Linked DNA regions of Mus musculus: regions 1, 2, 3, 5, 6 and 7 are each linked to region 4. A link is a contact called in public HiCAR-type, HiChIP or PLAC-seq and promoter capture Hi-C data. All regions are on one chromosome and are shown on one strand. The core of a region is the stretch at or near the end of the contact, and the rest is flanking DNA. Distances in the headings are between cores, read along the strand shown.

What was found. Promoter capture Hi-C pulls out the DNA fragments that hold promoters and counts their contacts. HiCAR-type assays count read pairs that join an accessible place to other places. HiChIP or PLAC-seq counts read pairs in DNA pulled down with a chosen protein or histone mark. Capture Hi-C pulls out chosen DNA fragments and counts their contacts.
Region 1: a promoter capture Hi-C map of liver shows a contact between it and region 4, with 5 times the contacts expected there. The contact joins the promoter of Ucn here to the promoter of Fam53a in region 4. A contact is called at or near these places in 1 of 39 promoter capture datasets (liver) and 1 of 115 datasets of contacts at active chromatin or transcription factors (astrocytes).
Region 2: a contact with region 4 is called in a promoter capture Hi-C map of adipose tissue, with 4 times the contacts expected there. The contact joins the promoter of Agbl5 here to the promoter of Fam53a in region 4. A contact is called at or near these places in 2 of 39 promoter capture datasets (erythroid cells and pre-B cells) and 3 of 9 other capture datasets (adipose tissue, liver and pancreatic islet).
Region 3: a promoter capture Hi-C map of adipose tissue shows a contact between it and region 4, with 4 times the contacts expected there. The contact joins the promoter of Khk here to the promoter of Fam53a in region 4.
Region 5: an H3K4me3 HiChIP or PLAC-seq map of pro-B cells shows a contact between it and region 4, with 8 times the contacts expected there. The contact joins the promoter of Gtf3c2 here to the promoter of Fam53a in region 4. A contact is called at or near these places in 2 of 39 promoter capture datasets (hippocampal neurons and pre-B cells) and 2 of 115 datasets of contacts at active chromatin or transcription factors (astrocytes and pro-B cells).
Region 6: a contact with region 4 is called in a HiCAR-type map of astrocytes, with 4 times the contacts expected there. The contact joins the promoter of Ppm1g here to the promoter of Fam53a in region 4. A contact is called at or near these places in 1 of 39 promoter capture datasets (cranial neural crest) and 1 of 115 datasets of contacts at active chromatin or transcription factors (astrocytes).
Region 7: a contact with region 4 is called in an H3K27ac HiChIP or PLAC-seq map of embryonic stem cells, with 6 times the contacts expected there. The contact joins the promoter of Slc5a6 here to the promoter of Fam53a in region 4. A contact is called at or near these places in 7 of 39 promoter capture datasets (the C10 cell line, embryonic stem cells, hematopoietic stem and progenitor cells and 3 more), 3 of 115 datasets of contacts at active chromatin or transcription factors (astrocytes, embryonic stem cells and large pre-B cells) and 2 of 9 other capture datasets (adipose tissue and liver).

Annotation. Positions count from the first base shown.
Region 1 is chr5:31,137,070-31,140,247 of GRCm38.p6, reverse strand. It overlaps Ucn (urocortin), which reads left to right and starts at 1,353. Exons shown (of 2, transcript NM_021290.2): 1 at 1,353-1,451; 2 at 1,715-2,259. The coding sequence starts at 1,728. The coding sequence ends at 2,096. Trim54 (tripartite motif-containing 54) reads right to left here. Exons shown (of 9, transcript NM_021447.2): 8 at 3,035-3,127; 9 at 2,622-2,771. The coding sequence ends at 2,755. It overlaps Gm15469 (a long non-coding RNA gene), which reads left to right and starts at 2,811. Exons shown (of 2, transcript XR_003955738.1): 1 at 2,811-3,178.
Region 2 is chr5:30,887,471-30,890,682 of GRCm38.p6, reverse strand. It overlaps Agbl5 (ATP/GTP binding protein-like 5), which reads right to left and starts at 1,749. Exons shown (of 16, transcript NM_001374737.1): 1 at 1,159-1,749; 2 at 303-563; 3 at 1-84. The coding sequence starts at 517. Gm35795 (a long non-coding RNA gene) reads left to right here and starts at 1,728. Exons shown (of 2, transcript XR_376844.2): 1 at 1,728-1,836; 2 at 2,689-3,212. n-TYgta9 (a tRNA gene) reads right to left here and starts at 2,600; the gene lies at 2,512-2,600. It overlaps n-TAagc15 (a tRNA gene), which reads right to left and starts at 2,168; the gene lies at 2,096-2,168.
Region 3 is chr5:30,920,001-30,923,024 of GRCm38.p6, reverse strand. It overlaps Khk (ketohexokinase), which reads right to left and starts at 1,466. Exons shown (of 9, transcript NM_001310524.1): 1 at 1,018-1,466. The coding sequence starts at 1,109. Emilin1 (elastin microfibril interfacer 1) reads right to left here. Exons shown (of 8, transcript NM_133918.2): 7 at 2,808-2,945; 8 at 1,750-2,410. The coding sequence ends at 2,073.
Region 4 is chr5:33,628,347-33,631,204 of GRCm38.p6, reverse strand. It overlaps Fam53a (family with sequence similarity 53, member A), which reads left to right and starts at 1,570. Exons shown (of 6, transcript NM_178390.3): 1 at 1,570-1,868; 2 at 2,228-2,352. It also overlaps Gm9903.
Region 5 is chr5:31,178,887-31,181,961 of GRCm38.p6, reverse strand. It overlaps Gtf3c2 (general transcription factor IIIC, polypeptide 2, beta), which reads left to right and starts at 1,818. Exons shown (of 19, transcript NM_027901.2): 1 at 1,818-2,078.
Region 6 is chr5:31,218,731-31,221,935 of GRCm38.p6, reverse strand. It overlaps Ppm1g (protein phosphatase 1G (formerly 2C), magnesium-dependent, gamma isoform), which reads left to right and starts at 1,391. Exons shown (of 10, transcript NM_008014.3): 1 at 1,391-1,633. The coding sequence starts at 1,514.
Region 7 is chr5:31,046,592-31,049,707 of GRCm38.p6, reverse strand. It overlaps Slc5a6 (solute carrier family 5 (sodium-dependent vitamin transporter), member 6), which reads left to right and starts at 1,629. Exons shown (of 18, transcript NM_001360022.1): 1 at 1,629-1,742; 2 at 1,909-2,078. Atraid (all-trans retinoic acid induced differentiation factor) reads right to left here and starts at 1,068. Exons shown (of 7, transcript NM_027855.4): 1 at 952-1,068; 2 at 128-246. The coding sequence starts at 1,035.

The sequences.
Region 1 (3,178 bases), core at 104-2,603, 2.5 Mb after region 4:
ACATTCCCACCACATAGTATATTCCTCACAGATATTTGTAGAATAATATGACCTTGCCAACTTTACACCTATGTCCCAATAGCTAGCACACGTCCCCACTCTGTATAGATACAACTTCCTGTCTAGAGTTGAGACTTGAACTCAGCATTGTGGATGCTAGTCACGTGCTCTAACAACTAAGCAACATCCCTAGACTAGAGTGGCTATCACGCTTAACTTTTCTAGGTCCTAGTGCCTTTCGAGACCCTGTCAGGGACTTTATAGGCACAGAAATAGATACATTATTATCTGGGATCTGCAGTGGCTATGAATAAGACCCTTCAGAAGAGCACAGACCTGTCTGTAACTGGAAAGAAGCAGAGGCTGTTCATTTACAAAGACAGACGCCAATGGTTTCAGAAGTGAGGGACCTGACTACACAAGCTGGTGGCAGAGGAGGAACTTGGGCCAAAGTTTTCTCACTTCTACCTAGTGATTTCTTCGTTTTCGTGTGTGTGTTTGTGTGTGTGTGTGTGTGTGTGTGTGTGTGTGTGTGTGTGTGTGTGTGTGTTCAAAACTGGGTTTCTTTGTGTAGTCTTGGAACCAGCTCAGTAGACCAGTCTGGCCTCAAACTCAGAGATCTGCCTGCCTCTGTCTCCTGGGTGCTATGATTAAAGGAGTGCACCAGCACCACCCCAGCTCCTGACCTAGAAGGTAAAAAGGTATAATAGTACTGTTTCTGTGTTTCCTAGGAAAAAGCTGACTTTGCCAAACTCAGGAGGTACGTTAAGTTCTGAAAGCCAAACACCCTTTTATGCCATTCTGACACCTGTAGATTTTAGTTTGTACTGCTGTACAATGGTCAGTAGAATGGGTCAGACCCACTGTATTGGAGAGCCTTTGGGTGGGACTGTGTTGTCTGAGCCCCTGCCAGCAGAGCATTTCTGATCTCAATTTGAGGACCCAGTAGCCGGCCTAGGGACCGTGTCTAAGCAGCCCAGGCTTCTCCCCAGAACTTCTGTCCAGATTGTGGCTGTGAAGAAGTTCGGAACCACGGACAGCTCCACAGTCCTCCCTCTCTACTTGAGAAGAGAAACAACCCCTGACTATTCCTGCTCTGGAGACATTGGTGGTTCTGTGTCGGGGAAGGACTCTGCATCCGGAAGATCTATCTTTATGGCTCTGCCAGCTTCTCCCTCTACAGCCAGGGTGCTTCCAAAGATAGCTCCAGGGACACAAAGTCAGGATACGCACCCCTCTGGGGGCTCGAAGCTGCTGGACTCAAAGCTGCCGGTGTCATTGTTTCTACAATCAGTTCATGTTCTTCGCTGACGTCAGTCGGAGCTGTCCTGGTGCTATATAAGGCTGGCGGCGGTCCCGGGACAGACCCCGTGCTCCCCAAGGCGTCTTCAGCCCGTCCCCGGGGACAGAGTGGAGCTCCATCTTGCACTGGGCAGACACTCCGATAACCTGTGAGTGGCTTGAAGCAACGATCCAGACTCCCTTACCACCAAGACTCTGCACTCAGCCCACCCACTGTGACCTGCCGGGAGGGAAGGAGGGAGAGAGGGGTGGAACTGGACTGGCACAGCGCCTAGGGCTGGTGGGCAGGATGTGGACACCAGGCAACAGCTGGAGGGTCTCGGCAGGGGCACTGGGCGTGCGCGCCAAGGGGCTCGTGTTACCTGCGGCTGCTCCAAGTGCACCTCACCCTATGCTGCCCCTGTGTGTCCAGGGCAGGCGGCACCATGATACAGAGGGGACGCGCTACGCTCCTGGTGGCGTTGCTGCTCTTGGCACAGCTTCGCCCGGAGAGCAGCCAGTGGAGCCCAGCGGCTGCGGCGGCAACTGGGGTCCAGGATCCGAATCTGCGATGGAGCCCTGGAGTGCGGAATCAGGGCGGCGGCGTCCGCGCGCTCCTCTTGCTGTTAGCGGAGCGCTTCCCGCGCCGCGCAGGATCTGAGCCTGCGGGCGAGCGGCAGCGACGGGACGACCCTCCACTGTCCATCGACCTCACCTTCCACCTGCTGCGGACCCTGCTGGAGCTAGCTCGGACACAGAGCCAGCGCGAGCGCGCAGAGCAGAACCGCATCATATTCGATTCGGTGGGCAAGTGATCGGCCCCGTATGGGGTCACGAAAGCCTTGACCCTTTCCCTTACCTACCCCGGGGCTGGAACGCGCACAACCGGAGCTGTCTCAGTCCCGCGGTGCAGCGCCGCCCAGAGTCACCCTGAATACTCTGAGTGGTTATTTTTTAATAAAACTGCCCAAGAGCTTAGCCTCTATCTTCTGTCATAGTGGTGAGAGGGCACCGGCAACTACAGTTAGGGTAAGAACTTTTGGGAAAGTGGAGCTCTCCAGGCCGGTAGGAGAGACAAGCATGCTAAATGAGATGGGAGAGGAAGCCTATTAAATTCCTGGGAGCCCTTCCCCCAACCCGCCAGATCCCGGAACTCGGAGGTCTGATACCCTTTCAGGGTCTCCGGCTTAGGAGGCAACCTCTAGTGTAAAGGGAATGGCCACGAGGGACTATTTCGCCTCCGCCCCTTCAGATGGTCTGGGGTTGAGAAAGGGTAGAGCGATGGCGAGGTTGCTTCTATAGCTGAGCCTAGGAGTGGACAGCAAAAGGAGCCGAGGACGTGGGACACTTGAGTCCTTTATTGAGAACCTTCCCGGGGGCGGGAAGCCGAGCTTGGTGGCGCGGTGGTCTCTGCGCAGATCCTCAGCATCCCTTGGCTCCCGCTTCGGGTGTGCGCTCTGGATCAGAGTCGGGTCAGTGCAGGCCTGAGCCTGGGGGGGGGGGGGGAATTAACCGCCCGGTGAGCGGGTGCTCCAAACGAACAAGGCACTCCCGACAGCTCGCTCTCCCAGGCAGCGGGGGTTCTATTACACGGTACCTTGCAGGCTCCCCCAAAGCCGTGGGGAAACGTGCACTTTTCAGAGCGCTAGGCGGTGCGCTTTGAGGCTCCTGGTGTCTGCCTTGAAGGCAATCACCCAAGGGACCGTGAGTTTGGTAACTACTCCTCACCCCCAAACCTTCGTCCAACTCTCACCTTCTGGCACGTCCAGCCGCTCCTCCTCCAGCCCCGCATTGCCCTCCTCCCCATCCAAAGCCATGTCGTCATCCTCTTCATCCCCAGCGGCGCCTAGGTGGAAGGCAGGTCTAGTGAGGTGGAGCCCCTGCTCTTCTGGCCGTA
Region 2 (3,212 bases), core at 500-2,999, 2.7 Mb after region 4:
TTGCTTTGCTTGTTCATGTTCATAATGTTGATCTTGATAAGCTTTCCTGGAGTCCCTCCCCGGACACTGAAGTAGAACCATGACCTGAGAGCCAAAAGAGAGACCAGCTGTTGGCTGTGGGAGGGCCAGGGAGAGGATGTGGGGAAAGCTGAATCAAATCAAGTCCAAACAGCAAAGGGCTATCTGGTAAGGAGGGAAGGGGGGAGGGTTTACAAGAGATACTGTGCTGGTGCTCAAAGTCAATGCCTGACTATAGGATGCATCCAAGCACTCGGCCTTCCCACCCCCTGCAGTCCTCATACCTGTTGCCATTTTCATATTCCGTTTCAGCACAGTCAGGCCGGGTCCACACGTTGAACTCGTAGTCAGGGGAAGCAGCAGACCCACTAGCGGGGGCTGTTGCCACCCCTCCTACGCCTTCCCCATCACTAGACACAGTCTCCACCTTTTCCACATGGGCTAGGTTCCCTGAATCAAAGCGAGAACTGAACAGCAATCCCCCACAGCGCAGCTCCATGGTGGGGCTGGGAAAGCATCCTCTTGCCCCACACAGGCCCTGAGAGCTGGGGGGAAAAAAAATCAAAGTTGGGATAGGGAGGAAGGGCAGAAAATGAAACAATGTGTTTGGTATGTCTGGATAAATGAGAAATGTCTTTTCTACTCTATGAAGCAAAACGCTCTTATTCATAGAAAACCTGGAAGTAGCCTTTCAGTAAGATCAAGAGAAAGCACAACTCTGTCCCTGGACACCCAAGGAGTATGAGCGACCTAAAAACACCCTATTTTACTACATCACCACCGTTCCCCAATCGAATGCTCACTAGCTTCCTTAGTTGAGTTGGAAAACGCTAGATTCTCAAGCTTTTTAACAACCTAAGAGGCAGAGACTCGAGGTCGGGTGGTTGCCACTGACTCTATGAGGGAGAGGCCATATTAAAATTTCCTATATTGGCTTTGTACTGGACAGCCCGGAGCAAGAAGAACCAAGTTTCTAAGTGTAAATGGTAGCTTCCTTTCTTTACCTCTTTTGTCTTCACAAGCACCGACTGTAATTATACTCGTTTCTCGGAGACCTTGAAGAGCGTTGCTACCACCCCCTTCCTCTACTACGCCTATTATGAAAACGTAGCCTATGCCCGGCCAAAGCCACTTGCTCACCTGCCCTGAACCTCAGTTCCAATTAGGGTCTGTTTCCATCCTCCCGCCCTGTAGACACGAGCCCGTGCAAAAGCTACCCTCGAAGGTGTGGGTAACGGGCGTCCTAAGCACCCCTAGGAAGGCTGGGCCAGTAGAGTCCCGCTTGGAAGCAGCAGGCAGCTCCTCGATTCGCGAGGACCCTCGCGCTGCCTGGCTTGTCCAGGGCAGGGTGGGGTTTGGAAGCGTGGGAGGGGTCGAGACAGGTACACTGGCGGACAGGAAGGCGGGTCCTAGGGGTCAGAGGTGAGGCCACAGGAGCAGAGGGAGTCAACCAAAGGCGGGGTCGGCGGGCCGGCCGCGGCAGGCCGGGGGGCGGGGTGGCATTCGACGGGGGCTCCGGCAGAGCGGGCTGAGAAGGGGGCGGGGCCTGCCGGCGGGGCCGCAGTCCACGCGAAGCCCCTCACCTCTCTCCGGGCCGCTGCTCCCGCTCCCTCTCCCGCTAGCGAGGCGGCACCTCGGGCCCCGGCACCCGGGCCCTCCACCCGGGACCCACACAAAACCAGAGAGCCGCGGTGCCGGGACCCCACTCTGCCAGGAAACAAGAAGTCTCTTGCCTATTGGCCGCAGCTGCAGCTGGCTACCCGCCCAGTAAAGCGCACTGCCATTGGTCGCCACGCAGGGTTCCGTGCACGTTGGCAGGTACCTGTGAGGGGGCCGTTTGGGGGCTTCCGCGGGCCACCGCCGTGTGCGGCTCACTAGGCGTCTTCTCTGTAGGCGGTTAACGGCCCGCCTCCCCGAGGCGGGAAAGACAGAGCAGTGAGCAGGAAACAGGAAAAGACTTACCTGTGAATAAGAAAATAGCATGTGAAGCCGATCTTTGTTTACCGTGCTCCTAGCTCTACTGTGTAACGAAACGTGGACACAACAGATCATGAGCCTGATGGTGTGTAAAAGGAAGTGGAGGATGCGGGCATCGATCCCGCTACCTCTCGCATGCTAAGCGAGCGCTCTACCATTTGAGCTAATCCCCCAGCTGTAGTGCTGTACCTTCCTGTAACCTTTACAAGGTTTCCTGAGACTCAGTTTTCTAATGTAGTTCACAATATAAAGTAGGATGGAGCCCTCAGCAAGATTTTGAAACAGAGCCATGTAATACATACATAAGCAATAAGGACTTTTCTTGAAGTACATGTCACTATAGCTTTAACACCTAATATGCGAACAAGGTACGTTGTACTTCGACTACTTAACTGCTATATGTACTCAAGGGGTTTTCAACGTAGCCAGGAAAATACACTGCCTATCCTCAAGTAAGCGTTTCCCCCACGGAGCAATTGACCTAGGGTGTAGGTAAACTAAAAGTAGTGCACGAAGTCCTTCGAGCCGGAATCGAACCAGCGACCTAAGGATTACCATATTGTACTGACTACAGTCCTCCGCTCTACCAACTGAGCTATCGAAGGCCCCGCTGCGTCGGGCTGCTGCAGTTTTCCCTCTAATGCTTACCAAGATTTTTTTTTTTTCCCTAATGTGTTTCTGCGTAAACTAAAGGATCCCGGGCCAGAAGAAAGGCGGGCTTGCAGGCTCGCACCCTGCGGCAGGAGCTCGCCGTGAGCCGGATTGAGGCTAAAGCTGGGGCGGCCTTCCTCTCGCTAAGCAGACATTAGTTTCGGTGTTTGGGACTACGAATGCTGCTTCTGCTCCAGGTTTCCTTTGGTTTTCGGCGTGATGAAAGTATATAAAGCATGTTGTTCTGATGATGCGAAAGACATTCGCTCCGTCAGCTGAAGTGTCGGGGTCCATTCACCGAGACCCAGGCCAGAAGGGAAGACCGAGCCACGGGAGCGAGGGACCCCTATGCCCTGGACGCTGGGATGCAGCGGCGGCCCGGACTCCTACTCTCCGAGCCCACTGGCTGGGTGCAGTCCCAGGTCCTGCCCTAGTCGCTTATAACCTCGCTTTTATGGTCGAGGTCTGGGAAAGGTTTCCGCCCCACCTGGGCTTCACTGCCAACCAAGTGTCTTCTCTGCCGTGATGGGTTGACCCCTTATCTGGCTCACGTATTTGTTGCTCTT
Region 3 (3,024 bases), core at 217-2,716, 2.7 Mb after region 4:
CCTGTGAGTTCAATGCTGTCAGCGTGCTAGTGTCTTGCCAGGGGTCAACCTTGAACTTCCTTTTAACTAATATCCAAGATACAACATTCATTGTTCAGGGTGCTAGACCACGCCAAGAGAAAGCCGGTGCGCCACCCCACAGAATGCCTTCACGGCACAGCAGCACATTGGAGTGGCCTTTATCAAGAGCAAAGATAAGAGCCATCAAAGGACACTTTAACTTCTACCAGACAATTGAGAATGTTCTGAGAACATCCACTAAGATGTTTACCCACCTTTGTAAAGACCCCTCTTGGCACTTAGCTCCAGGAGAAAGCCTGCTGTGGCTCAGGAGCCAAGTTTCTCCCTGTCTGACCCAGAGAGCCTCCAGCTTTGCTTACACTGCCGGCCAGTCCTTGAGCTAGGCAAGGCTCAAACGCCAGGGCCAGGCTTTTAAATGTGAGTAGTTTAACATCACATACCACTCACTGCTAGCGACCTGGTGTTTTATTTTAGCTGTAAGCGGTAAATTAGAAGTGCATAGGCTAGGAGTTGGGAGACCTGGGGGTTTGGGGTGAGGAAAATTTGTCTGGCACCTTATCAGGTGTGTGAGGGCTCAGGAGGGAAAAAAATCATTACAGCCCTCTCTGTAAACTGAGGATTTTGATGATCGGCAGATTGAAATGGTAAACAGCCAACAACACACTAGTGAAAGCCTGGGTTTTGATTCAGGCATACGTTTGCACTCTTGTTAATTCTGGAGGCTAAAGGAGTTTAGGCCAGCTTGGGCTACAAAGCAAGACTCCGAAAACAAAACAACACACCCCCTGGGTCTTGGTTTTAAAGGTCTCCAGTCTCATGTCTTCATTCTCACAGAGTACCCCTTAGGGACCCGGGACAGAGAACGCCAAGCTGAACTCAGGCCTCACCACATGGAGACAGAGGGCTATCCCTGGTTTAGCAGCCGATTAGCAGTGACACGCAAAAAGACAGGACCACAGCGGCCCTGGGATCTCCGAGGGGCTTGGGCGCCCCTACCTGCGATCCGTGTCTTCCTCTGGGTATTTGTCCACCACATTGATGATGTCCAGCACCACCAGCCCCACGCACAGGATCTGCTTCTCTTCCATGAGGCTGCTCCCCAAGCTTCCTACCCGCAAGCAGAGGGGGTTCCTGCTGGGCTCTGCCTCTTATCTACTGGAGGACCGTGTCCCAACTTCTCACTGGCTACCTTGGCTCCTCCTCTGCGTGCAGAACTCCTCCCGCAGGGAGCTTTCTGCTTTGCAAGGGTGGGTTACCTAGCCCGGCCAATGGCAGGCCCTCTCACTTTTCCGCCTCAGCTGTCAAAGCGAAAGCGCACTAGTAATGCATCGCCTTTCCGATCCCTCTGCGCCTGCTGCAGACCCTGGACCACCCGGACTAGCACAGTCTGGCAACAGAAACTTCGCCTTCGCAGGCGGAGCACAGAAGCAAGCGTTCTCTCCCTCGCCCCGCCAAGGTGGCCCACCCGGCCGAGGCCCCGCCCCCCCCCCCCGCGCCAGATTAACGGTGTCACGTGACGGGGAACGCTGCCAGCCTTCGCAGTGGTTCTGGCCTAGCGCCCCCTAGCGGCCGCTGTGGGGACCGGTGGCCGTGACCCTGAGTCCGCAGGTGCCCTTAGTAGGGAGCACACCCAAAGATCACCAGCCTAGGTTCCCTCCGTAGAACTCTGTTTCCTCCTGTCCTGTCCCTTAACTACCCCCAAACATGTACTAGAGCAGAATAGCTATGTTTTGTAGAAAAAAAAAAAGTGTCTTTATTCCTGAATAGTTTAGTACGGTGGTGTGGACTGGGGAGAGCCCTGGAGGGTAGGTTCCTCTTCCGCAGCTTGGGTCCCGGAGAGGGCTCTGGTGGGGACGGCAATGAGGCCAAAGGTCAAGAGGAGATGCCTCGGTCCCATAGACCACGCAGTCACAACGTACGGAGTGACCGATTTGGATGCCTGAACCGCAGCGGGACGTGGTCGCCAGACTTGCCCTTGCCTTGGTGGGTAGCCACCATCCAGGTGGCTCTGCGGCCCCTGTAGATAAGTTTGGTGGTCGGGTCCACCCTGTCTACACCTGTTCAAGCTCTGTGTCCTCGTAGAGCAGGGCTCCGCTGAAGATGGTGAGCGGCTCCTCGGAGTGTGCCAGCTGCCCCATGACCAGGTCGATGCAGACAGTGTCTCCGACCTGCAGTGGCAGAATGAGGCTGAAGACGCCCAGAGCGCCTGGGCTGGGCTGACTTTCGGCCACAGGCTTATTCTCCAGTCCCTCGGGTTCATAGCCTCCCGAGTCTATGCGGGCCACGCCCAGGTTGGAGCGTGACAATACTGCTTCCACTTTCTCATGCCGGTGCCCAGTAAGTACAGCGCTCAGCAAATAGCGTCCAGCCAGTGGTGCAGTGAATACACCTGGAGACAAGGATGACAGTCAGGAGGGGAGACGCTGGCTGGGACAAGGAAGGTCTCTCGGAGAGTGGGTACAGCACTCCTGGCTGTGGAGTGGCCCACCCGTCCTTTCCCTGCTATTCCACTAACTGTACACTGTAGGAATCCCCTGCTGCATCTCCAGCAGTTGCTGCAGAGTGTGTGCTGGAGTCTGTCCCAGTAAAGATCCGTGTGGTGTGGATGTCTCCTCCCCTCCCCCACTCTCTCTTTGCCTAACTGTGGTGTGAGTGCATGGAAAGAATAGAGGTCTTTGTAATTACAAGTGAAAAGCTGTACTTGTCTGCAGAGGTGTGAAGGAGGCATTAGTACTGCTCAGCTTCACCCGTTACCTCACTAGGCCACCCGTCGGCCTTTTAGTTACCTGTCTCTGGGTCATAGTAGCCTCCATCATTGAGCAAGACTCTGTCGAAGGGGACTGTGCCAGGTTCTGACCGTGGCAAACTCAGGGCAGCTGAAAATGCTACCCTAGGCACAGGGGCTGCTGGTGCTCCCTCCGCTCCTGAATAGAGATAGTGTTAGCATGGATGCTCATAAATAAACTCCAGTCCCCATCCCTGCTGCCCAGGCTGCCTGAGGAC
Region 4 (2,858 bases), core at 321-2,820:
TAATATCTTCCCTTGGCTGGTTACCTTTGGGACATGATAAACACTGATACTGGCACCTGTCCTCAGCATCACCAGTGTGGTTTATGTGGGACTATCAGACATTGGGTGAAATCCCACAGCTGGCTTGCAAGCCATTCTCTGCAATCTGATCTGTGGGAGAGTTTGAAATACTTTCTGGTTTTATGTGAATTCATCAACTCCCTGAAAATTACCCTAAAAGGGCACACACTGAAAGCCTTTAGGAATTACTCAAATACAGCTGAGCTGTGTGGCGTATGTAACTTAATCAGCTGCAGGGCTTGGGAAACACAAGGTGACCGTGGTGATTTGAGAAGGCCACCATTGGTCCAGATCTGCCCAGGGAGAGTGTGGTTGAGGACTGTTCTGGGCAGAGTTCCTCTTAGGCACAGGTGCCTGCCAGATGTCTCAGTCCTTATCTGGCTCCTGCCTGCTGTGATCCAGGTCGCAAGTCCCCTGTCCTCAAGAAACCTGGAGGAGGAAATGAAAGGTCTGTCGCAGGTGATGCAGCAGGTGAGGGCACTCATTCTAGTTGATCTTGGCCTCCCTTGGCTGGGCCTCTGAGCCTGTACAGAACTGGATTTACCAGACCCATAACGTGGTGGCCAGGGCCCAGACTTCTGGTGTGCCCCAGGAATACCCAGTGGCTTTCTAATGTCTTCCTTTTTAGGTCTTATTCCAGATGAGAACTATTCCATTTTCTACATCAAGTAGCTGTACCTAACCCTGCAACATTTTTTAAAATTACTTTTTGTTGTTTGGGAACAAGGTTGTCTAGGGATTACAGGCTTGTGAAATTGCAGCCTATTCCTAGCCAAGTCGGCAGGCGGTTTCATTTTGCTGCGCCTGGCCTCTAGCACCCTGAGAAGTGCTCCACCCCAGTCACACCCACCTGCAGAGCAGCTTTCCTTCACAGCACCGGTACCCAATGCACAAAAGTGCCTTCCAGTCACACGGTAGGTCCAGAAATGAGACTCCCAAAGGGAAGGGTCCTGCCCAAAGGCACATTACCAGCAAAGGACAGGAGAAGCTGGGCATTGGTGGCGCCTGTCTTTAATTCCAGGGCTCGGAAGACAGAGGCAGAAGGATCTCTAGGAGTTCGAAGCCATCCTTGTCTACAGTCCGAGCTTCATACTGAGATTTTGCTATAAAAGAAAGAAAGAAAAAGAAAAAAGGCAGGGAGATGAAGGTGGTCACATCGGACTTTGGAATCCGGGAGCCTATAGGTACCACTACCGGCCTTCGATGCCCCGCGGACACCCGAAGGTTAACGTCACACCCGGCGCGGGCCAGCTCGCACAGGGGGGCGGGGCCAGCAGCGGCGCACGGTACCCGTAGGAGGGAAGTGAGAGGAAACGGGGGCGGGGCGTCACGAGGCCACACCCACAACACGCCGGGCAGTGACGTCGCCCGCCTAGCGGTGCGGCTGAGGGTTGATTGCTTGCGGCGGCTTCCGCGGGCGGGTGCGCGAGCGGACGGCTGACGGCTCGGGGCGGTGGTAGCGGCGCGGCGACCAATGAGGGCGTCCGGAGGGGGCGGGGCGTCGGCTGCGGTTTTGTTCCGCGGTGACTGAGGCTCACCGTCCCCATGCGCGGAGCGCGGCCTGCGCGGCCGGCGCCCTGCCCCAGCTACGGAGCTCGGTGCTCACTCGCCTCGCGGAGAGTGCTCTGCGCCGTCGTTCGCCTGCTCATCGCTAAGAGCTCCAGCCACCGCAACGCCGTGTCCTTGCGCTGCGATCCCGGAGTCTCCGTACGTCGGCCGGCGCCGCGCAGCCGCACGTCGAGAGCCGGGTGCATCGGCACAGCGCGCGGAACACCCTCTAGGGCCAGCCGGCGTCTCAGCACCTTAAGGTCCCCGCGCGCCCCGGGCCCAGCACTGTCCTCGTGTCCCGTGTCCCCGACATCCTAAGGTCCTCGGGGACCCAGCATCTGAAAGAACCCTGGGCCCCAGCTCCCTAGAGTCCCCTGGGCCCCAGCTCCCCGAACTCGTGGCGAGTCCGGGGACCCCTCCAATTAGGCCAGGCCCCAAGCATTCTGTTGTGCGCGCTCCTGCACGCCAGGCGGTAAGGCCTGCCCGCTGCGCCTGGGGCGCGCTGCCACTTGTTGAATCACTTTTCATGTCGACTTTGAGACCTGTTGTCGCCATGCTGAGTCCGTGGGCCCGTGAACCCGCTGTTGTTGAGACTCAGTGATTGTTATTTTGTATTCAGGAAGCAGGAAGTTTGACGAGATATGATGGTCCCTTAAGGGAATCCCAAGAGCAGATCCTCCCCAACGACCTGTGGAAGGTGACTTGGAAGTCTATTCCGAAGCCACTTTCCTGCGTAGACTGAGGGTGTGTAAGTCCCTTTAAGACTTCCTGTGTGGAGGATGGGATGTGCGATGTTCACAATGTATTTTACCGCTCCGAATGCTATTGCCTTTGTACATTAGTCTTAATTACAGATCTGTGATCTATCACTCCAAATTAAAATCACTTTAATTTTTTGCACTTCAAGGTATTTAATCATTAGATATATCTTTAAGTATGAATCTAAGCTTATTCTAACCCTCCAGCCCCACTACTTAAGTTTATAATGATGTTTCAGCTCTGAGAATTTTGAAGATGGACTAGTTTGACTTGAAAGGTGTACTTTAGTTTTTACATTAAGAAATTTGACTTGTGCTCACTGATGCTGCTGCTTCAAATACATATTTGGTCATCTTAGGAAAGTGGGTCTTGGAAGGGAAGTTCAGCATCTCAGAACAAGGTAGGACCGAGGATAGTTTTTCCAAATTCTGAATATTACGCCAAGGTGGAAATTGAAATTGATTAGGAAGAGTAGATGGACTTTGCTGTTT
Region 5 (3,075 bases), core at 569-3,068, 2.4 Mb after region 4:
GGCAGGCAGATTTCTGAGTTCAAGGCCAGCTTGGTCTACAAATTGAGTTCCAGGACAGACAGAACTATACAGAGAAATTCTGTCTCAAAAAAAAAAAAAAAAAAAGAAAGAAAGAAAAAGAAAACAAAAACAACAACAAAAAAAACCCCAGTCAGACAGGGGTGGAAGAGAGATCTCAGTGGTTAAGGGTGTGTGCTTCTCTTTTAGAGGACCAGTTTCCCAGGACCCATGTTAGATGGCTTCCAGCACCAAGTGACCTAACATCCTCTTCTGGCCTCGAAAAGCACCCACATGAATGTGAGCATAGTTTCTCTCTCACACGCACACAAGAATTGATAGACATGGAGGTTTGTGCTTGTAATGAGAGCACTTAGGCTGATGCGGAGCCGTGATGCGCTCCAGACCAACTATGGTATTCCATAAAAGGGAATTTCAGTATAAATACATACGCTGGACCAACAATGAGAAACAGATCAACTGCGTGCAGGGTTAGTTAAGCTTAAAAAAGAGCCTTCAGGCTGGAGAGATGGCTCAGCATTTAAGAGCACTGACTGCTCTTCTGAAGGTCCTGAGATCAATTCCCAGCAACCACGTGGTGGCTCACAACCATCCGTAATGATTCTGGTGAGTCTGAAGTCAGCTACAGTGTACTTAGATATAATAATAAATCTTAAAAAAGAAAGAAAAGAGCTTTCACTTGTTGTATCTTAAACTTTGAGAATCTTTTTCCAAAATCAAAGTTATTTTAAAAAAATTTTTTTGTGTGATAAAACCAAAGAGAACTTAACCAGAGGCAGGATTTTAAGAGATGTTGTTCATCAAAGCACTAAATCTGTTACTCCCTATAAAATGTTTAGGAGCTATTATCTAAAAGAGGAAGACAGCCATTCAAAATGCTGTCATTTGAGCATAAGAGGATGTCGGAGAACTGGGTGTTCTCTTTCTTTCCTTTCAGATTTTGGCTAAATCCCTTTTTCCTTTTTTAATTGGTAGGATACAGGATTACCCTGGTAGAACCTGAATTCCTGAGCTCAAGAGATCTTCCTGCTTCAGCCTTGAGTACCTAGTCTGGGAGTTGACGTGCCCCATTGTTTTCTCCCTTTCTCATTTTTCTGAGACATGGTCTAATATAGTACAGGCTGATTTCCAATTTCCAAGTAGTCATGGATCACGTTGAACTGCTAATCCTCCTGACTCCATCTCCGGAGTGCTGGGATTATAAGCGTGCACCATTACTCTTTGTAAAGATTTAACCAAGGGAATAATTGAACAAGACTATTTAGAAAGGGGAAAGCTGCCATATTTCACCTCTTCCGGTTCATTTTAATTCGCCCTCCTCCTGGGTAAAGGCAGATCTGTGAAAGCTACATGGTTTTAAAAGGCTGAAAACCTTGTTGCTCGGAGGCCACTTCCCAGTGAGGGAGTGGCGTGAGGCCTGGGTTGATGCTCTCTTTAAAAGCGCAGCCTACCCACCCAGGCTAGGCTCCCCCCGCTCTTTTCTTCCCTTGGCCTCTTTCCAAGCCCTCCTCTTTATTTTCTTCCTGTCTTGGCTCATTCACTGGCAGCAGAAAATCAGGAGATCTCTGGGGGCGAGGGATTGTCTCCTAGTCCGTCGAAGCTCGGGACTGTAGTTAAGAATCAGGTGTGGTCAGGCTCTTTTCTCCACAAAGCCAGCAACCTGGGTGGAAAGGCAGGTCGGAACGCTCGGCGACAGCAGAAGCGCGACACTTTCCTCTTCAATGCTTTTCCACAAGGCTGCTGGTGGAGCTGCGGTGCCGCGCAGGCGCCGACCTCCCCTTCCGGTCGCTGAAATTCCCAGAAGGCCCTGCAGTGTCCTAGGGCCGCGGAAGCCACGCTCCAGCTCGCGGGCGTCGGAGGGCTCAGTGCCGCGCCGCGCTGCATTATGGAACACAGAGTTTAAAAGAAAGCTCGGCAGGAAACGCGTTCCAGACCAAGCTTGCGTTTACCTTGTCTCGGGGGCGGGGCAAGGAAGAGCCGATCAAGATTTCGTCATAAAACCGCGACCCGACAGGCGGCGCCATCTTCGAACTTGGACTTCCGGAAGGACTTTGGCGCGGGTGAGTGTACCGCAACGGGGTGTGCGGGGGACCCAAAATTACTCCTCCCATTCTTTTGCCGTAGCGCTAAGGCAATGGGAACCGATTCCCGATTCCCGTCTTACTCCCGCGCAAGACAGCGCGCCTCCTAGCCTTTGCGCTTCTCCCGAGAACCGTCGAGCTCTCTCCTCCGTCCCCACTGGGGCCACTGAGCATCCCCCATCTCTGCCAGCCGGTCTTACCTTCTTCCCCAATTCGGTGTATGTAGCGCGGTAAACTGGACTCAGGTTTCTGCACTGCTTACGTTGAACTCGTTACGTTGGGCCTTCGGACTTGGGTGAACCTGCAGTTATCTTAAGGCTTAGGGAAATCAGGGCTCGCCTGGGGCTCGAAAGCTGCCCCCACGGCCAGGATTGGGGAATGGCAGGTGGTGGTGTCTCTGTCTGATTGCAGTCAGTCCTCTTGTGCTCATTCCCTCTTACTGTGTCTCAGCCTTTTCCTCCAAGTGGCTCTAACCCCGGGGGTTGTGCCCCGCGCGCTGCAACCCCATTGGCGCAGCCAAGGGCCAGTTATGTTTCCTTATACTGGTCCTTTTATCCCGCGGCAAGTTTGCCGTCTTTTGGACAAGACAGAGATGGCGACTTCACCCCCACAGGAGGTAATTCACTTTTCTGGGCAGGTTTAGGACATAACCAGGTCTTTTTGCCCTTGGAGGTACATTGATTGTTACATAAATTCAAATTAACCTTTGCTTACGTTACCTTTTACCGCTTACCGCTATCAACTGCAGTGCCATTTTTCCTAATAGTTTTAAGTTGTTCTATTCAGATTTACACTCTTTAGTTTCTAGCAGTATCAACTGAAAACGTGAGTTGCAGGTTTTTGTACAAATAATATGTTTGTTTTTGGACCAGTAAAATTATCTGATAAATCACCAGTTGCATGATAGGAATACTTTGGGAACCAGTGTATTAAACAGTGTATGTGAAGTGAGTCCGTGTTTAAGATGAAGTATTAT
Region 6 (3,205 bases), core at 142-2,641, 2.4 Mb after region 4:
TTCTATAGCCCAAGTTGTCCTGAAACCTGGGATTTGTGATCTTGCCTCAGCCTCTTAAGTGCTGGAATTACTGGCAATGAGCTATAATGCTGGGCTTAGTTTTTTGTTATTTATTTAAAATTTATGCATGTGTGTTTTGCCTGCATGTATTATGTCTGTGCACCACTTGGACGCCTAGTGCCAGAAGAGGGCGTCTGGTTCCTTGGAACCAGAGTTATAGACAGCCATGTTGGTGCTGGAATTGAACCCCGCTAATGTGGAAGAGCTACCAGTGTTCTTAACCTCTGAGCCAGCTCTCTAGTCCCCAGTTCTTTCCAATGAGTTGATTTTCTTTTACTTTCAGGAAATTACTCCTTTCCGTTATATATAATCCATATAATGAAAAGAACCTGCTGGATTGTCCCTCCAACCCTAACTACCCGTGGCCAGCACCCCAGTCCTTAGTTCATCACGTTCAGATTAAGAGCATTCTAACCAGTTACAGTACCCGCCAGACTCTTCCTCTGGTGTCCAGTGCACACAGAATTAGACTAACAAACGCAAAACAGGCACCACCACAATGACGACCACATTACCCATCTTGATGCTAGGCCATCCATCCATCGCTAGATCTGTTCCTACTTAGAATCGCTCTCCACAAAGAGGCCAGCCAGCTTCCTCAATAAGCCAGCCCAATGTAGTTTACACTTTCCTCAGTCCTCCAGCCTTGTATCCGTATTCCCTTCTCCCGTGGCTAAACGCCACCCTCAGGCACCTTCTCCGAGGGTCTTAAATCTACATTGGCGATAAGCAGCTCGTTCCCGCCTCTTTGCTCTCGCCTCACCCAGCACTGCACCAAACAGTTTCTACCCTGTATTAATTCGAATTTTTCCACAGACCTAGGTCTCCGTTTTCCTTTGTCAGTACAGGCCTCACAGAGCCTGGCCAAAGACCGCGGAAGCGCAGTACAAACGCTAGTCAACTTTAATTGAACCGAATCCGGCGGGGTTTGTCGGAATCTGAGGGCGTGGAGGGAGAGAGGGAGGGACAGGGCTGACAAAACCGCAGAACGCAACTGGAAGCCCCAGGTCCCACACAATAGAGACTTCAGGCAAAAACTGCTGAGACCAGAGCCCCGTGCTAAAGCACGGTCAGCGTGGAGATGGCCGCACATCGCCATGGCTCCCTCCAGCCCCAGCCGTTGGTGGGCGTGGCAACCAGTCTCGCGGGAGCGGCGGTTGGGCGGGCCGTTGTCCCCGAGGGCGGGGCGAGTTGCTAAGGAAATGACCGCCCGCAGCGGCTCACCGCGCCAGTAGGGCGGGGCCTGGAGCAGCGCGGTTTCCGCTTCCGCCCTCTCCCCGCTCCTGTCCCGTTACCGCCTCCTAGCCGGCCTCGCGCCTTTCGCCGGCACCTTGCGTCGACTGCGCAGCCGGGCCCGCTCCTTGCCACGCGCGCCCCCAGGGGCCCCGGCTCCGGCGCCGGCAAGGGTCGCGTCCCGCTTACCTGTTCCTCAGGTAGCCAGCCATCCGCCGCCATGGGTGCCTACCTCTCTCAGCCCAACACGGTGAAGTGCTCCGGGGACGGGGTTGGCGCCCCGCGGCTCCCGCTGCCCTACGGCTTCTCCGCCATGCAAGGCTGGCGCGTCTCCATGGAGGTGAGACAGGGCCCCAGCGGCTGGCCACTGCATGGCAGGAACCTGACAGAGAAAGGGAGCGAGGGGGATGGGGTTCTCCTCAAGCAGGGGTCCCTGACGAGAGCCTGCAGCCACGGTGCGGGAGGCGGCGGCGAGCGCGGGATCCGGGCGGAGAGGGAGCGGCTAGAGCTTGGGGACCGCGGCCTGATGGCTAGTGGCTGCGGGAGCCCTGCCATGTGAGAAGAGGCACCTTCCGCCTACTGGCCGCCGTCTCTCCGTACCTTCGCGCCATCCTCTGGTGCCAGCCCAGCCCTCCAGCTTTTCCAGCGGCATGGGGTTGTCAGAGGGAAGAGGGAAGACTCGTTATTTGTTCGCTTATTGGTCGAATAGATGTGAATGACTGGTTCGTTTTTATTCTTGAAATATGTAATGTGGCAGGCCTCTTGGGGCTACAAACTTGATGGCGAAAAGGAGCCCGGGTAATAATGTGCTTTCCATTCTTAACCCTCAGTTGCTTTTAGCCTTAGACACCTCATGTTAATTTCAGAAGCCCCGCTTGACCTTCGAGAATTGTCACTCGTTCGTATTCTTTTCGAAATCTTTTATGATCTTTAGGAAAGGAATCGTGTCTGTCACTAGGCTTGCTTTTATTTTTTATTTTTTGAAATATGCTTGTAATTTTTTTTCTTACTCGATTTCTTTAAAACTTACTGAGTTGTCATTTTCCTCTGCATATAATTTAGTATACTCGATTTTCAGTCTTGTCATCAATCCTTTTTTGTCACCATCTACGAATAACTTTTAAAAAGAAAAGAAAAGTCCACTTTGGATGAAAGGGAAAGCAATCATTTGGATTGACAGTGTTGAGCAAATGGATGTGAAACTACAATGAACAGGGAATAGGTGTCTTTGAGCAATTTTGTGTGAAGTCTAAGGGACTAGTGAAAAGTTCTAATTATGTCTGGAATCGAGGGTTTATCCAGTTAGTAGGTGGGCTACAGGTAACAGCCAAATAGTTTCCCTTGGTGTTTTTTTTTTTTTTTTTTTTTTTTTTTTCTCTCAAATTCCCTCGCTCCTCCCTGTGGTTAGCTCTGGAATGACAGTGTGAACCTAAATGGTTTGTTCTCAGACTCAAAAGCTATTTTCACCAGCTTTTGATTATGGCTCTAGCATTATCTAGATCCAGCAGAATCTAGATAAATAATTTCAGCAAGGAGAGGGTCCTATTCATTTGGCTCAGTGCCCACATTTAATGGCTTGGAAATTGAGGCCTAGAAAGATTAGGGTACTTGTACCTTGATACAAAGAATTGTATTAAGGTGTTCAAGACAATAGGAGCTGTTCTTATATAGGTGTCAAGATGAAGCACAGCTTTCATATTTCTCAGTGGCATGCTGTAGTAATGACTGGGTAAAGTTAGAGATACCTGGGTATAGTATAGCTTCAGAAGGAAAGCCTTGGGGGTGGCTAAGTGCAACTTGCTGTTCTTACAGGGGACCAGAGTGTGATTCTCAGTGCCCACCCATGTCAAGGAGGTTCCAACAACCTGTGGTTCAAAAAAAAAAAAAAAAAAAAAAAAAGCCGGGCGTGGTG
Region 7 (3,116 bases), core at 380-2,879, 2.6 Mb after region 4:
AGCATTAAATGTCTCCACTTAGGTACTAATATTTATCCCCAGAGCCTGCTAGGCAAGTCTGTAGACTCCAGTCTGGGAACTCTAAAAAGTTCAAAAGAATATTCAAGGATGTCTTCTCCTCCCTCACCCCAAGATGGTGCCCTTCTGATTCAGGCAGCATCGGGCCTGCATTAGCTTCGATGTATCCTCACAGTAAGCAGCCACTCTGGACAAATTGTGCATACCTCCCGGACACAGGGTGCATATCTGCAGAAGAGAAAGAAACCTGATTAAGACTCCAGAAAGAAAAAAAAAAAAAAGAACAAGTCAGTAGCCTTTCCAGAATTCCCATAATGCAAAGCGGAAAAGTGCCTTTTGTAAACAGAACCCATTTTTTTCCCTTAAAACCCCCGCACCAAATCAGCGCACTGTACGAGAGAAGATCCTCGTGTTTGTGCATTATTACTTGACTATACTGTGTCCTCTCCAGAGACTTCTCCACCTGACAGGCATGGTTTGGCAAGTGTTAAAGGGCTGCAGGTACACAGCGTACTCAAGCATCACTATATATTTAGATAGATAGATAGATAGATAGATAGATAGATAGATAGATAGATAGATAGATAGATAGATAGATAGATAGTCGTGCCATTGCACCACGCACAGCATTCGTGCAAGGAGAGCTGGCAGAAGAACCCTGGGACTCGTCTGGGAAGCACTATTTAAAATTATTCAAAAGCAAGGAGATCAAATTTCAAAGGACTCTGAATGTGGGCAGGGCGAAGGTGCTAGTGGCCTGCACTACGTGAGTACTGGACAACACCATCCCCGCAGGCACAGGGCCCGGGGAAGCTTCAGGGACAAAAATCTGAGCTTCCGACTGGCCAAAGGGACAGACACCGGCGGGCGAGCTGGATTCCGGGCTGACGGCCAGCAACCTTCTTCAGCCAGATCTCAAACTTTCTTCTGTACCTCAGGTAGAGCCAGGGCCCTCTCCACGCCCAGAACCAGGAGCAGGGCGGCCGCCCGAGAGCCGCCTGACTCCCGAGACGCCATTTCCCACTGCTTTCCACCGTCTTGACAGCTCGCGAGAACCGAGCGCGAGGCTCCGCCCCCAGCGTGTCACGCGCCAGCCTTGAGGCGAGGCTTAGCTTCCAAATCCTGTCACTCTGGGGCGTGGCCTGGTCCGCCCGGGGCACGAGCCGTGGAGCCCGAGGCGTAATTTGCCCGCAGGTTCGGGCTGCTCGCGGAATTCTGAGCTCCTGTCCTGCGCTTGCTCGCGGTGGACAGACCCACCATCTCTCCATTCTTCCTGGAGCGCAGGCCTGTCCAGTTAGCGCTTAGTTGCCTTGAGCTACTGCATGACCCTCAGCCCGGTGCGGACGCCCGGGCAGCTCCATCCGCCCTTAGTAAACATGGCGGCGCTGGGACCCGGGAGGGCGGGGGTAGGGGGCGGGGTCCTGCTGTCCCGCTGTCACCAAGTCAGGAGGTGCGAGCCGAGCCGAGCCGGGCCGGGCTGGCCTGCGGGCCAGCTGCCCTCATGTGGAGATCTCAAAGGTGGGCAGGGCGGGTGTAGGATGGGCCGGGCGAGGCGGGGATTGGGCAGGGCCGGAGAGACTGAGTTCAGTCGCCTGGAGGCGGGACTGGAAGGGGCGGGGCGGGGTGAGCCTCTCGGTGTGGGCTTTGGGGAAGGTCTTAAATACTAGTGCAAAGTCGTGGGTTCGCCACGTGCGGAGAGAAGGGGAAAGCTGAGCCGAGAGAGGGTAAGGGTGATGGAGGAGTGAAGATCGGAGGGCGAAGGGCAAACGCTGGCAAGAGAACACGAGCCTGGGAACCCTTCACCTTAATGTTGCGTAGTGTTCTGCAGCCCGGGCAAGGACGCGAAGCGGGAAAGACGCTTCCTTAACTCATGTTCTTTGCCTTGCCAAGGGGGAAAAACCAATGCTGGTTTCGGAAAGAACGTAGGAACTTTGGTAGCCCTGGCCGAACCACCGACGCAAGGCAAGCAGAACAGCAGCAGGTCTGACTGGAAGGGCGCTGGGAGAGACCCATCACACCTAAGGGGACAGCTATTGCTCTGGGTGACGACTCCTCAAAAGGTAACTAGAGACAATTAGAGCTCATCTCAATTAGCCTGCCAATGCTTCCATTCCACAGGCTCCAGGTATCTGCCTGGAAATCCTGAATTTGCATTTATCAATACATTTAGCTGGTGGGATATCTTGTTTTAATGAGAAAGGCCATTCAGATCTTGAGGAATATTAAGCCCTAGATATTGGTGACAGTTGGCCCTGCAGGTGTTCCCTTATATTTCAAAGGGGGAAGAGGGTGAGGACTTAGCTCTGGCATTCCTAGTTAAGTCTTGTCCCCAGTACTGAAAGAAATGAACCCACAAACCTCAATACCTTTCATTGCAGATAAGTCCCATGCAATGTGAGACCTTTTTAAAAGACATGTCCACTGTTGTGAATCAGTGGAGTTTGTAGAAAGCCACTGTTCTTTTCCTAGAATTGGATCGTATGAAAGTTGTGTTACTGCTGGCTTGGCGTTTTCCTGTCTGCTTACCTCTTCTTCCTCTATCCCAGAGGCTTCGTGGTTTCTCAACGCAGATAATTAATCAGGAAACTCTAGAAGCAGAGGAACCAAATCGGTACTACCCGACCACTTGGTGTTTTATTTTGAGACCGTGTAGCTTTGGTTGGCCTGGAACTCATAGAGATCCACCTGTCTGCCCCCTGTGTGCTAGGATTGGTCTAGAAGGGTTTTTTCTTTATTTTTTGTTTTGTTTTTGTTTTTGAGACAGGGTTTCTCCGTGTAGCCCTGGCTGTCCTGGAACTCACTCTGTAGACCAGGCTGGCCTCGAACTCAGAAATTCGCCTTCCTCTGCCTCCCAAGTGCTGGGATTAAAGGCGTGTGCCACCATGCCCGGCTTGTTTTGTTTTTTCAAGACCGTATTTCTACAGATATGGCTGTCCTGGTATTCACTTTGTAGACAAGGTAGGCCTTGAACTCTAGAGATTCCTCTCCGTCCGCCTCCAGAAGGATTAAAGGTGTGTGTCACCCTCCTTGTCTATCCTCCTCATCTTCCCATAGCAGTGACAGCTTGCCAAAGAGAAAGAAAACTCAAGGTGTTGCAA